Linked DNA regions of Mus musculus: region 1 is linked to region 2. Evidence: chromatin contacts called from public promoter capture Hi-C data. All regions are on one chromosome and are shown on one strand. Each heading gives the region's core, a stretch centred on a gene start, on an enhancer-like site or on the middle of the called end of the contact. The rest is flanking DNA. Distances are from core to core; before and after follow the strand shown. Region 1 holds the start of Pcsk1n (proprotein convertase subtilisin/kexin type 1 inhibitor). Region 2 overlaps Otud5 (OTU domain containing 5).

The links. Promoter capture Hi-C pulls out the DNA fragments that hold promoters and counts their contacts.
Region 1: a contact with region 2 is called in a promoter capture Hi-C map of stem cell-derived epiblast-like cells, with 4 times the contacts expected there. The contact joins the promoter of Pcsk1n here to the enhancer-like site in region 2. A contact is called at or near these places in 12 of 39 promoter capture datasets (the 3T3-L1 cell line, 3T3-L1-derived adipocytes, the C10 cell line and 9 more), 2 of 15 datasets of contacts at CTCF or cohesin (CD8 T cells and pro-B cells), 6 of 484 Hi-C or Micro-C datasets (the CH12 cell line, the G1E-ER4 cell line, embryonic stem cells and 1 more), 4 of 115 datasets of contacts at active chromatin or transcription factors (the HPC-7 cell line and embryonic stem cells) and 4 of 9 other capture datasets (adipose tissue, embryonic stem cells, liver and 1 more).

Annotation. Positions count from the first base shown.
Region 1 is chrX:7,918,457-7,921,156 of GRCm38.p6, reverse strand. Pcsk1n (proprotein convertase subtilisin/kexin type 1 inhibitor) reads right to left here and starts at 1,335. Exons shown (of 3, transcript NM_013892.3): 1 at 1,113-1,335. The coding sequence starts at 1,226.
Region 2 is chrX:7,867,287-7,869,986 of GRCm38.p6, reverse strand. It overlaps Otud5 (OTU domain containing 5), which reads right to left. Exons shown (of 9, transcript NM_138604.3): 3 at 2,408-2,472; 4 at 2,164-2,320; 5 at 1,916-2,064. Among named protein-coding and RNA genes, the nearest start is that of Pim2, 9.7 kb to the left of the region's middle. Within about 2 kb of position 1,321, at least 6 of the 459 cell types and tissues checked have an H3K27ac peak or open chromatin away from gene starts, as enhancers often do. A contact at or near this core is called in stem cell-derived epiblast-like cells, where this site is marked.

The DNA.
Region 1 (2,700 bases), core at 86-2,585, 51 kb before region 2:
GGATGTTCCAGAAGCAGGAGGAATGAAACAATGGGTCGTTTAAAGATGAGCTGCAAAGCAAAGAACGGACTCAATGGGTGGAAAATAGAAGGTAATGCCTATGGGGGGCGCGAGGCTATCAAATGGTTTTAAAAATTCTCCTCTGATCTCTCAACAGCTTTGAAGAGGTAGAGGAGCAAGCTGCTCCACGTGCCCTTGATCAGCACCCACCACTCTCAGCGCCGGGGAAATCACCCACCAGCAATCCCTACACACACACACACACACACACACAGCCCTTAAAATGTCACACATTTTAACCCAACACTGCCATATCCACTGCGAGAAGTGGTCTTTTTTTCGTGCCTGTGTGTACATTCCTGTTGGCGAAATGATCTTCAGTTACTCTACCTGAGCCAACCAAGGACATGCATCGTCTTTAAAAACACAATGCAGAGACATCATGGCTTCTTTCCCTGCAATGACACAGCTCCACAAAGAAGAAGAAGAAAAAAAAGGAAACTGTCTCGTGGATGCACGTAGAAGAACCCAAGTACTCAGTTTACCCAAGCCACCATGAAATATGTACCCCAAGGTACAAGGACCACTCCTTCTAAAATAAAAACAAATGAACACAGAAACACACAAGTACACAGAAAGATACGCCCATATACTACGTCACCACCCATAAGAATTCACAAATATACACACTGTACCACTAAGAAAGCAACCAGGCCCGCAAAAAGTCAACCAGAAGCATCCCTAGTATTGTAGGGCATTCAGGGGCAGTCAAACCAAAGGTCACACTGAAAAGAAACAATGCCTATACACTTCGGTCATCACATCACAGGCTTAGATATCTTTTCTGAATACACCCTAGTGCCACGGACAGCTCCACGGGCCACCCGTGGATCGAGATTAAACCAGGCCCCAGATGCTGAGGGATGGGCAGGGCGCCCTGAACAACATCATCCTCACATCCTGAAACTGCCCCTGGCCTGCGCGGGGCTGTCAGCTGCAGGCCAGGTCACCCTAGCCAAGCCCTATGCGCATACCTGTGAAAATACCTCATTAACACTTTCCCCCATCTTCCTCCCCACCCCACCCCCACCCCCTGCTGACTGAGGTCGCACCTTCACGGGCCTCGCTGACAGGGTGGGGGGCAGCCTCAGAAGGCCCAAGAGCAGCAGCACCAAAATGCCGACGCCCCCGGCCCGCGGCCCGCAGAGCAGCGGCGACCCCGCCATGCTGCCCCAACGAGCCGGGCTCCGGACGGGCGGACTGGCTGTCAAGTGCGCAGCGATGGGTATTAGGCACAGCAGCAGCGCTCTGCGGCTGCGCACATCCAGGAGCCTGCCCCCTCCCCGCGTCCCCGTCCCCCCCACTCCCGCCCCACTGTCTCCTACTGTACGCAGGCGCAGAATTAGGGCTCTGGCCTTCTCTTCATCCTGCGCATCGCCATGGAGATGTCCAAGGGGCAAAGTGGAGAACAGAAGTCTGCACTGGCGGTTGCCATGGCAGTATAAGGGCAGTTGCTAGGGCAATAGACCTTGCTGTTGAATTACCAGACAGACAAGGGAAATTGACTCAGTGGGCTGAAATCAGGCTCTGGTCTCTGTCCTTGGGGAGACAACAGACTATACTCTTGTTTGATGGATAAACAATTACTGGCTGCATGCTGTGGACCACGATGTTCACAGAGAAATGAACCCAGATGACATGGCCACTGGCAGCTCAGTTCATATTGCTATGGATTAGCCTCATGCCAGAATAAAGCTATTACTAACAACTGCAACCTCAGAATGACACTTAAAGATCTACAGGCGTGATATTAAGTAGGAGCTTACTAAATGCTCCCTTCATTTCATTTCTCTCACTGTGCTCTCGTTTCCACAGGTATTCTGTGGCAATTGTGCACCCCTACTCACACACAACAAATATGTAAATGTTTTTTAAATGATACAACAAAAGGTTGAAAGAGCCAGGCCTAGTGGCACAGGCTTGCCATCCCCAACCACTTGGGAGGCTAAAGAAGAAGGTTCTCCACTTCAAGGCCTGTCTGGACTACATCTAGTTCAACAGTCTAGGGATGTAGTTCATCTGGTACAGTTTTTGCCTAGCATATACAAAGCCCTAGGTTTGATTCTGGGCACCCCATAAACTGGGTGTGGCAGTGCAGCCCTCATCTATGATGTAGCCTTCTTTTTTCCTTTGAACAGTTCTCTACATAGCCCCGTGGCTGTCCAAGAACTTACTATGTAATCTAGGCTAGCCTTGAATTGACAGAGATGTGCAGATCTGCCTCCTGAGGGCTGGGATTAAAGTCATAAAATGCTGTGCCCCACACAAAGCAGGCTCTAGACCAGCAAAAACACACAAATAGTTTAAGGCCAGCCTGTACAATGTAATGAGATCCTATCGCAAAATCAAAAGTGAAAAGGGGGATTTGAGTGGGTAGCTCCATCAAAGGGGTCTTGCCCAGCACGAATCCCCAGTGGGGCAAGAGGGAAGGGGGCTGGAGAGAGAAGCCCAAGCTCTGCGGTAAAGCATAAACACGAGTTCCATGCCACCACCATAGGAAGAGACAAAACGTCCCCAACCCAGGAATGGTTGGCACATTCCTGTAACCTTCCTTGGTACCAGGAGGCAGAGGCAGGAGGGTCATAAGTTTAAGGTCAGTTTGGGCCACACAGGGCGTTCAAGGATATCTAGCAGCTAGAT
Region 2 (2,700 bases), core at 72-2,571:
ACTGCAGATATCACCGGACTCCAGGGGGTCCAGTTAATGAGTCTGCCCCAGCTTATACCCGTATATGTAAATAGCAGTCATGTAAATGACTGCTGGGTGATGGGGAAAGTTTTCTAAACTTTAAAGTGAAAATTTACTCAGGAAAAGGGAAATTTACTCAAGAAAAAGGCTAGAAGGAGGCAAATGGTCAAGGGATTTTAACTAGATATAGCAGCACTAACCCTAAGCTCACATTAACATCAATTCAGGAAGACAGACATAATTCCCTTTCCTTAAGTATGACTTCCTTCCTAACACTACAGCAGTCAAAAGGTGGGAAAATTCCTATGACTTCTGCCAGACAACATCAACAGTCATGATCATATTCCTAACACATATTCTTGATATCTGTGCTCTTCTGCCCGAACCCAATATCAAAGTTAAAATCATTAGAAAAATGCTGGAAAAAAAAATAATTTCCCTGCAATACTTTTGAATGGTTCTCCTTAAAATTTTTGAGATCATCAAAACAAGTGGGAGGAATGAGGCAGTAACGTCAGGCTAGTAGGCATGTATTAATACTGGTTCACACATGGTAACAGATTACCCAAGTCTCTGTTCCTTGGGAAGAGACTAGATGGAAACTGTACACTGAGAACACTGTTCTCAAGGAGGAAGGGGGCTTTGCACCAAGCTTGATGAACAGAGAGACCTCCACAAACCCCTCCCCAAAACAAATGTAAAATAGTTTTGAACAATGAAGTCTATTAATTAGAGAAACATTTAAACATTCAGACGTTTAAAGGAAAAGGAAATAAAGTAAAAGTTACAGATGAATCTTAAATGATATTAATTAAGTAGAAAAAATTCATTCTGGAATAGCTACATACACGCAGCGAAATTCCCATTAGATGACATTCTAAACCGGTGGAGTGGGTCACCAGATCAAAACAAAAGCAGTCAAATTCTTTAGAATTTGTTAAAGTCACAAGAAGTCAAAGGGAACAATTAAATGTGAGACAGAATCCTGGAAAAGGCTCACCAAGTAGAAACTGAGGAAATTGTTCTTAATGAATCCATACTGATTTGTTAATGACAACAAATGTACTATGTTCATGTTAATCATAGTGGGGCATATGGAAATGCTAATATTCTCCCAATCATTTTGCAAATCTGTAACTTTTCTAAAATTTAGTTAAAAAATAACCCCACCCCCCCACCAAGGTTGGAGGGTATGTTGATGTTGTTTAAGATTAGGCAGGACCACCTTCGGTTTGTAGGAAGTGAAACCTGAATAGAAGACTTCAAAACCCCCAGGAGGGGGTGAAGGGAAGATAGAGACCAGGGAGGAGAGGGGGTGGGGAGGAGAGGAAGTGGGGTGAGGAGAAGGGGAAAGAGCCTAGGAGGAAGGCAAGAGGGAGGATCAGAGGACATGATGAAAGGGGGAGGATGGAGCAGGGAAGATGAGGAGAGAGACTGTGAGACGGAAATGATTATCTGCCAGTGGATGCTGGGCAAATCAACTCCCATCTTCTGACACCAATTAGGTCTTGGGCCTGTGGGAAGGACTTTCAGTATAGGCCCAAACAATACAATCTGTCCACAGGGCCCATTCCAGTAAGCTGCTACATTCCAAGTCTGTGACTCCAACTGTAAGTGCTCTGAAGTTGGAGAAGATCTACCTGTGTGGAAGCTTGGATACCTAGTCCAAGGTCTGCCTTACTGCTTCAAATTGAGCTCTACATCCTAAAAGGCTCAACCAGAATAACATTAGTGAGCCACTTCATGGACAGGCAAATCAAAAGCTACAGAATGAGTTCTGATCAATGGTGACTCACTAATTTTATAGACAGGTGAAACTTAGGGGGAGACAGTTTTATGGTCTAAGGGCAGAGTCAATGATCCATATCTACCTGGGGCACAGGGACCCACTTACCCCTGGCTTAAATGACGGTAGGCCCAGCCCCACACCAATAGTGGCCTTGTTAGGATTCACCACTGAATTATAGTGGATATTCCGGTGGTAGCTGACACGGATGGGTTCATCTTCATTTTGATGGATCCCATGGAATGTGTTGATAGGTTCTGCAGAGAAAGAGAAGGAGGGAGCATCCACAGGGGGGCCCGGTATGGTTGGCTCTGATGAGGAACCATTAGTCCCTCACCTACCCACTACAGAAGTACCTGTGCTATATTGATACACCTCCACAGGACGGTTGTACATCTCTGCCATAGCCTGCATTTCAATGTGGTTGCCATGGCAGTTGTTTTTCCGCTTCCGGTTGATATAGGTGGTGAAGTCTTCTGTGACATAGTTGGAGAAGTAATCAGCGTTCTTCATCTGTGGAATAGATTGGAAAATTAAGGTTTGTGTGCAACGGGGGTCCCCCTACCCTCCTGCTGCCCCAAGGCCTCCCTTGGATCTCACCAGATAGTCCATGCAATGCTTTCGAACAACCTCATGCATGTCCTGGTCTCCATACACCTGGTCAGCTGGGGGTGTGAGGACAAAACAAAGGAGAGGATGGGGTCAGAGCTGTCACCACCAGAGCTCTGAGTCACAGAGTCATACAACAATCATTAGGGAGAAGACAGACTGAAGGACTAGGGAAACTCCCTTTTCTACACCAAGGCCTGAGCCTTCATTTGTGTTGTAAAGGAGTGGTGGAAATAACAAGCAAGGGCTGAAAACATGCTGAACATGCACAGATCAGCCAGGTG